3 separate regions of the Gossypium hirsutum genome follow, and regions 1 and 2 are each linked to region 3. A link is a contact called in public Hi-C data. All regions are on one chromosome and are shown on one strand. Each heading gives the region's core, a stretch centred on a gene start, on an enhancer-like site or on the middle of the called end of the contact. The rest is flanking DNA. Distances are from core to core; before and after follow the strand shown. Region 1 holds the start of LOC121230698 (pyrophosphate-energized membrane proton pump 3). Region 2 holds the start of LOC107938749 (protein MANNAN SYNTHESIS-RELATED 2). Region 3 holds the start of LOC107962291 (survival of motor neuron-related-splicing factor 30).

Evidence for each region. A called contact is a pair of places that touch in the nucleus more often than the background predicts.
Region 1: a contact with region 3 is called in a Hi-C map of leaf, with 2.1 times the contacts expected there. The contact joins the promoter of LOC121230698 here to the promoter of LOC107962291 in region 3. A contact is called at or near these places in 2 of 34 Hi-C or Micro-C datasets (callus and leaf).
Region 2: a Hi-C map of leaf shows a contact between it and region 3, with 2.0 times the contacts expected there. The contact joins the promoter of LOC107938749 here to the promoter of LOC107962291 in region 3. A contact is called at or near these places in 6 of 34 Hi-C or Micro-C datasets (callus and leaf).

Annotation. Positions count from the first base shown.
Region 1 is chrA06:71,294,385-71,297,084 of Gossypium_hirsutum_v2.1, forward strand. It overlaps LOC121230698 (pyrophosphate-energized membrane proton pump 3), which reads left to right and starts at 1,393. Exons shown (of 16, transcript XM_041115918.1): 1 at 1,393-1,642; 2 at 2,679-2,700.
Region 2 is chrA06:71,130,115-71,132,814 of Gossypium_hirsutum_v2.1, forward strand. LOC107938749 (protein MANNAN SYNTHESIS-RELATED 2) reads right to left here and starts at 1,282. Exons shown (of 7, transcript XM_016871983.2): 1 at 1,152-1,282; 2 at 821-945; 3 at 1-30. The coding sequence starts at 922.
Region 3 is chrA06:70,795,409-70,798,108 of Gossypium_hirsutum_v2.1, forward strand. LOC107962291 (survival of motor neuron-related-splicing factor 30) reads right to left here and starts at 1,305. Exons shown (of 8, transcript XM_016898609.2): 1 at 1,066-1,305; 2 at 712-780; 3 at 1-62. The coding sequence starts at 1,140.

The sequences.
Region 1 (2,700 bases), core at 143-2,642, 500 kb after region 3:
TTGAACCTGTTATCACCTTACCACATCCAACGAAAAGACCTACATAACCAAATTGAACCCGTTACCACATAAATCACTAGCAACCGAGACTCCTATTGTTATTTGAAATTGTCACACATATGAAATTAAGGAATCAAATCTACACTTCCGAAAAGTGTTAGAACATTTTCAAATGTTTATACTGTTCCAATAACTATAAATGAATGAGTGTAATTAATCAAAAGATAAATCTTTTGGTTATTGGTTAAAAGTTATATCATTTGATTTTTGAAAAAGACTTATAACTATTCAAACAATAGTAGTTGAATAGTTATAAAATTAGATGCATAATTATTATTTATATATTCAGAAAGAGAACTATTAAAAGATGTCTTTATGAAGAGCCATGAAAATTCTTATAAAATGATATTTCATTTGGAAATCACACCGAAAAAAAAATCTAAAATTCTTTCTTTTATTCATCTATTTTCTAATATTATTAGATTATTCTATAAAGTATTACGGCAAAAATCCTTTTAGAAATTGAATTTCTTGTTATACATTGTTTAGTGCTTAGTGGACTATTTTCGTCAATACAAAACGCAAATAGTCATTAGCTTTATTGTATGCTCGAGGTTAATTTGCTTAAAACTCTTTTGCACACTAAAAATAGGTGGGAGCGAATATAACCTTAAAAATAATGACTTGATACACGCTTCGAAACCTTGTCCCATTTCTTATTTTTCTGTTCGAGTTTCATTCATCTGTTTGAAATTTCTCTTATCGGAGATTTGTACTAACGAAAAGGACCATTAAATTTGTCGATGTCCGAGCTCCACTGGATCACTATTAAATAAAACATACATTCAAATTATAAATTTTCTAAATAAATAGAAACAAACAAAAAAAAATCGATCCTGATCTCCATGTTTTCTTAATACAAACATTTCTCTCTTCTCTCCCTTACAACTAATCAAAAAATTTTCAACCTCCCCAAAATCCTTATCTTCACCTTACACTGATATTTCATCAGGGGCATGAGTATATATAGCTTTTTGGTGACGTCATTTTTTTCGTATTCTCCCATATACATATTATTGGTGACGTCAAAAGCATTGACGCGACCTAAAAAATATTTTTATTCCCTGTAGTCAACTATTAGGTGAAAGTGCACCTATGTTTATTGTTCAAAAGATGTTATTTACTTGCATGATTTTCAAAATAGTTCATTTTCTTAAATAATAAAAAAATTTGGGTACCTAAGTTTTTATTTATAGAAGAAGGAATCTTTTAATAATTAATGGATAAAAGCTTTAATTGTCTGGTCGTGGAAACAGCTTACATGTAAGAAAACTATTGGCAGCGCTGACATGGCAAAAGAGATTTTATAAACAGAAGCAGAGAAAAGCTTAAACCAAAAGAATAAAATGAAACCGAAGGAAACAAAAAAAAGGTAGAAAAGAAAAATCAAACAAACAAAAATAACTCATCCTTCTCGACTTCTTAAAAGTTTATAATCTTAAGGCTAAGAGGCCTGCAAAATTTCGGTTTCCGCAGAGAGAGAGAGAGAGAGAGAGAGGGGGGGGGGGAGAGGGAGGGAGAGCATTAACGTTTTTTTCCCTTTAATGGCGGTTACTTGGTTTCGCTGCGGCCACTGAAAACGGTATGTGTAATCTTTTTCTTTTCTTGTAGATCTAATTGATTATTTTTTAGATCAAATTATGCAATACTTTGAATCTGGGGTTTTGGCTTTGGATCCTAAGTTGTTATATTTCTCAGGGAGGTCCCTTCATTTGGTCGTTTTCTTGATGAAATGTCGGGAATGAGAACTGTTTGGAACCTTCGAAAATTGAAAACTTAGTGGATGCTTTAATCGGATTAACTTTTCTTTTTCGTTTTATTTATTTCCATTTTACTATCGTAACTACAGTCCATGAGGTCCGAAAAATGGGAACAAAACAGAAAAAAAGAAAGGAGAAAAATATCATGATTCATGAATGCTGAACTGAAATTATTGTATTTTGAGTTGAATTGGTCTTGTTTTTTAGTCTTATGATAGGTCAAAATGGAACAAAATAATGTTTGGTTCTTGCAAATGTGTGGGTTGAAAAATATAAAATCTACTTCATCTTTTGGCTAATTTATTAGCTTCTAATGGCCTTTTGCAACATCTTGCACTTTTTATGGAATATCTCTTGGCAGTGCAATAGGGGAAGTGAAGTGGTTAATTGGAGGTCGAAATGATATTTGGTGGTTATAATCTTGTAAGATGTTTGAATATTTTAGGTTGAGCCTTTGCTTGATGTTAAGGGTAAATGAGGAACAATTTTCTAATCTAATGGTTAAGTACTTAGGTTCGTTACCACCTTCATAGCCTAAGCCTAACCATTGCATTCAAAATTTTTACATCTCCCTTCTTTTCCATCCCATCCTTCCACTTAGCAAAACTTGAATTGTATTTTATGCAATTTCTTGACACAGTAAGCTGAGATTTTTAAAGATATTCTGGTTAAATGTTCAGTTTCAGTAAAACCAATGAGATTGTTCTTTCCAGATCTTTTAGTCTATGCAATTACTTTTGCACCTTTTTCCAGGTTCTCATTTTTTATCTACTCAGATACAGTCATAAGTAGGGGCTTTGGCTGCTTAATATTAAGCAATATGAGCATAATTATGATGTTAGATTTTGTTCTGATCAGTGTAGAGTACTTCCATGATCAC
Region 2 (2,700 bases), core at 32-2,531, 330 kb after region 3:
AACATCCTGAGCTTCTCCAGGAAGTTTATCCTACGTAACAAGGAGAGAAAATAATCAAATTTAGTGTAAATACACCAAAGCTTTACACGGAATTGAAAAGAAATCAAGCAAAAACTTGCAAACATTTATTTAATCACTATAAGTAAATAAGACTGGCATCAATAGAATTTACAATAACAAAAATAAAACATCTACAATTTCTTCTAGTTGGTCATAAAGGCTTGAGACGTTGAAATAAGGCCTAGGACTGAAATTATAAATCTGAAAGAAGCAGAATCCTTCATTCATCTATGCTTGAATCCTGAAATTACTCTTCTAAACCAAATTTAACTTTAAATGGGTTGTTTTCTATACCTTGTTCAGTCTAGTTTTCCAGATACTTCCCCTGGAAAATAAAATAGCTTTAATTGTTTAAAAACAAAAAGGAAGTTTCAAGTTAGCCCATATTTTCTTCTTCTTCTTCTTCTTCATGAATTAGCAATTAGTTTTGAGAAAAAAAAAGGCTCCCAAATAATCTTATACACAAAGAACCAAACAACTACACCACTTTCGAAGATCATGGTCAGAATATATTGTTATTTTCTTAAAGATGCAGCAGATAGGATGTCAAGTGAATCTTAACGAGCTAAGATGTGATTATTACAGATAATGTGGAAAGTGAAGCAACTTGCTCGAGGTTTTATCACATAATCAGAGATTCACCAAATAAAACACAAAGCTATGAAAAGTGAAGTGAAATCGGGGACTGGATTTAGTATAAAAATCCCATGAAAAACTTGAGAGTTAGATCAAAGAAGAAAGCAAAGGAAGGGGGAATTACTTGGAGAGAATCAAAATGGTCTCTTTTGATCATTTGACCAAGCATCACAAACATGGTGAGAGTGAGAATACCGGCCACTACTTGCCTCAAATCAATCCCCATTTCTTCTTTTCTATTTCAAAATTCTGTAATAAAAGCGAAGCCCCCCAAAAAAAGGAAATTCAAAACTCAAAAAATAAAAACCAGGGTCGCCCAAGAATAAGTTTAAACCTAAAGAAGAGGCATGATTAACAAGAAGATGAAACAGCGAGTTTAGATCAACGAGAGAAAATGAAATGAAGTAAATATGATAATAGGTGCGCAGTAGTAGTATCGTGTTTGGGGTCCTTACACCACCGACACTTTGCACTGAAAGTGAAAACGATGCCTGTTTTCCTACGCCATGTGTACCCTACCCCTTTGCTTTGATTTCTTATTACCTAATATACTACTAAAAAAACCCATAAACTACTCCGCTTTTATTTAAACAGGCCTTTCAACTATTTTGGTTAAATTCTGCTATTAAGCATTGTATTTTGTGAAACTTATAGATAGTTTTTATATTTTTATTTAATCAATTTTAGTTTTTATATTTTATTTAATCAATTTTAATTTCTATATTTTTAAAATTTAAAATTTTAGTTCTCACTAAACGATAATTGTTAAATTCATTAAGTTAAGTTTTATTATTTTCGAAATTTGATGCTACAAACATATTATTATATGTTTATTGTTGTGTGAACTTGTTATTTCCACATATTACTCACTAAGAATTATGTTAATGGATTAGCAGTTGTCTTTTGTGTCAAGATTAAAATTTTAATATTCGAAAAGTATAAGGTCTTTGAATGATTAAATTAAAGAATATTGACTAAATATACAATTGAATGCATAATACAAGACTAGTTTCTAAATTTAAACTAACGGATTTAATTGTCACTATTTGGGTTAGGACTAAGATTTTAAAATTCGACAAGTATAGAGACTAAAACTAACCAATTCAAAAAGTATAAGAACAAAAATTGATCAAATAAAAGTATAATGACTAATTCCACAACTTTCGCAAATTATATGGACTAATAGCAAAATTTAACCAAGTATTTTTATAGTTAAATAAATCTTTATATTATTATTTTTATGCATAAAAGCCCTTGATTTTAATATTAAAGTAAAATATTTTAAATTTTAGGCTCTTTTCTTAATTTCTTGTTAATGCAATAAAAATTCTATATACTTTTCACATCAACATGAAATTTAAAACAGTAATGAAAATTTTCAAAAAAATAATTAAATGTGTTATGTATATAAACACTTTCAAGATATTATAAAATATTCTGTTTCCCTTTAAAAATTATTATTTTTATTTAACAAACTCTTCTAATCAAATTCAGATCACCATAAAACGCAAAATAGTTTAAAGATTCAAAATATTTGTACTTTAATATTAAAATCAAGAGCTTTCGTAGTTAAATATTATAGGTTATGAGCTTATTTAACTACAAAAATAGCATAAGGACTTGTTTAAACAACGTATAATAGTTTAAGGGCTTTTTTTAGCACATTAGCATTTTTATTTTTATTTTAGACTACCTTTTTATTAATGTTGTTTAAACCGAACCAACTAGTCTAACCAGTTGGATGGGGAACCAATCCAAAGAGAGGCAAAAAATTGATTGACCCACCAATCGATATGGATTGGTTGAATTGAACTAAAAAATAGATTGAACCAATACTTGAACCAAATTTATGCAAGTCTCAAGGCTCAATTTTAGGCCAATAGATGTGATGGGCTTACACTACCTCTTTAACTGTTCATAGAAACATATATTTAACATAATCACAAAACAAAGTTTAGAGAAAACTTACTATTGGAACTTAGGATAAAACCCTAATGTAACACC
Region 3 (2,700 bases), core at 55-2,554:
TCTGATCCAGAAATCTCATTTTGCTTCGCAGTTGCAAGCAGTTCCTCTGTCAGAGCAATCACCTGCACCTCAGAGGTTCAGCACAAGCATATCTCTAAACATGAACCTATATGTTCAGTAAAATAATAAAGGGCGAATTGTTATCATATTTCGAACTTAGAATCTCAAGATGAACATCGGAAATCAGGTGAATGAGAAGCAGGCTGGCCATCACGACACATAGCACACCTGCAAAGGAATCAAGATCAAAGTGATGGGCATCTTTCCAAAGCTATATATTTCAGAAATTTCTTTTTGTCCCTAAAGTTCACATTCTGCAGCTGTGAACTCTTTTAATATTAACCGCCCTCACCTTTTCAACCCTGAAATGAAAACAAATCTCCAGCAGAGCCATTACCATTAGCAGTTAATTGGCGTTGCTTCATTGAGCAACATGTTGATTCCTTCAAAAGACGGAAGGAAGAGAAATGACATTTTCTTCACCTTATAAAAAAACTTAACATCTAAAAGAAAAAAAAAGGCCAACAAACTAAAACTGATACTTTGATCACTTTTTGGTGCCGGTAAGTGTTGGATCCATTTCTAAACAGAATAGCCGCATTGTAACCATGACACGACAAGTCAGAGTAAAGAACAAGAAAAAATAGAAAGCTACAATAAAAATAAAATGTAAGAACAAGCAAAAAGAAAATAATCATATGCAAGAATCACCTCAGCGAGCTCCTTTTCCATGTCCACATATTCAGCGTTTCCAGGATCATCAGCCAGAAGCTGTCTAACCTGATTTTTACCAAAACCAGCTAATTAGTCGTGTTTTGCAAGTCCACATAAAATTCTTCCAATTTCTCGACAAGCTAAGATAATCATGAAATAATCCATTAACATAGTAGTAATAAAAACAAAACCCTAGACACAAATAATTCATCGAAAACAAGAGGTTCAGTCCAATCACATACATGGGTCGTTATAAGTTTGTTTCGGCATACAAATAACTACTATAAATTAAAGCTAATTGCAAGTATTAACTCGAAAATTGAAAAGAAAAACAAAAGAAAAATCGGAAACCTGCTGAAGCTGTTCCTTATACGTAGAGAGACTTGAAGCCAGGTCATGTATGCTTAGCTCATCTGTTCCTTGCATTATATGGTTTCTTTTTCCCTAAAGTTTCAATTTGGCTTTCAGAGTTTTTGATGATTCCTTCAATTTTTTAGGGTTTTAAATAAATTTGGGTATTCGCGAGATGAGTACGAAGTTTGGAGGCCCTTCATTTATACTACTGCTAGCACGACCAAGTTGGTATATAAATAGTCGGTTATTTTATTTTTAAAATTATATATAATAATATCTTCGTATAATTTAGGGCTAAATTAGACTTATATGCTGCTGCTTCTTTTTTTTTTTTTTAAATTCGTAATTTAGGCCTTTTATTTAATTTAGGTAAATATAGTGTTTTTGAATAGGGTGTGTGAAGTGCTTTCTGCTATATGCGTTTTTCTCCTATTGTCATTAAAATCGGTAATTTTTTTTTATAAATACCAGGTCATTTTTTATTTTTTTCACTCAAATTCAACTCTCTCAATTCTTCTAATTTTTTCAATTCTCTCAACTCTTTTAAGTTTTGTTCGAAATTTTCCTATACACTTGTTTAAAAATACTATACTTTTATTTAATTATTTTATATATTCATTTCGATTAAAATTTCATGAATGACAAGTTCTTTGATTTGTTTCAACGACAATCACATTTTCGCCACTCAAGCGACAATGGTAAGGAGAAATTTAAAATTTTGCTATTTTTCAATTAAGGAGAAATTTAAAATTTTGCTATTTTTTAATTAAGTTAAATTTAATTTTTTTAATTTTTAAATTATTTTATTTTGTCGATATAAATAGACAAATGATTGTGTTTTGGAGGGGTTCATATAAAATTTGTCAATGAGTCTAGACACCAAAATTCACGATTATTTGCAAGATGTCAGATTCTTACATGTATTTCATATGCTTGGGGGCTGCAAATTGGATCTTATACTTATCAGCGCATTAGTGGAAAGATGGAAACTTGAGACACAAACATTTCATCTTCTATGTAGTGAGTGTACAATCACACTCGAGGACGTAGCTTTACAACTCGATTTACCAGTGGATGTATCAGTCCTTACTGGGTCAGCGGTAGTTCACAATAAAGAGGACCTTTACGAGGCATTTTTATGAAAGGTGTCGAACAAGTTTCAATGTGATCGGATAGATATAAAGTGGTTGAAAAATAATTTCAAAGAACTTCTTCCGAACACGATTGATGTCGTCAAAGAGCAATACGCCCGAGCATTCATCTTGAAGTTATTCGGGGGCATTCTAATGCCCGATGAATCTTGAAATTTGGTACACATAAGGTGGCTACTACACCTAGTCGACTTCAAAGAATGCAAACATGAGTTAGGGATCAGCCATATTGGCCACATTGTATCGGGAGTTGTGTCAAGCGATAGAACTAGATAAGAAGTCAATTGGTGGTTGCATGCTCCTACTACAGTCATGGGCGTAGTGGCGGCTACCATTTCTATGTCCCCGATACATTCTCATTGGTGACAAGGTAAAATTCATTTGATAATAATATTTAGTAAATGTAGCAAATGTTGTTTATTTATTATATGTTTGAATTAACATATTGCTTGAATAGGTGAAACCATGGGTCGTGTTATGT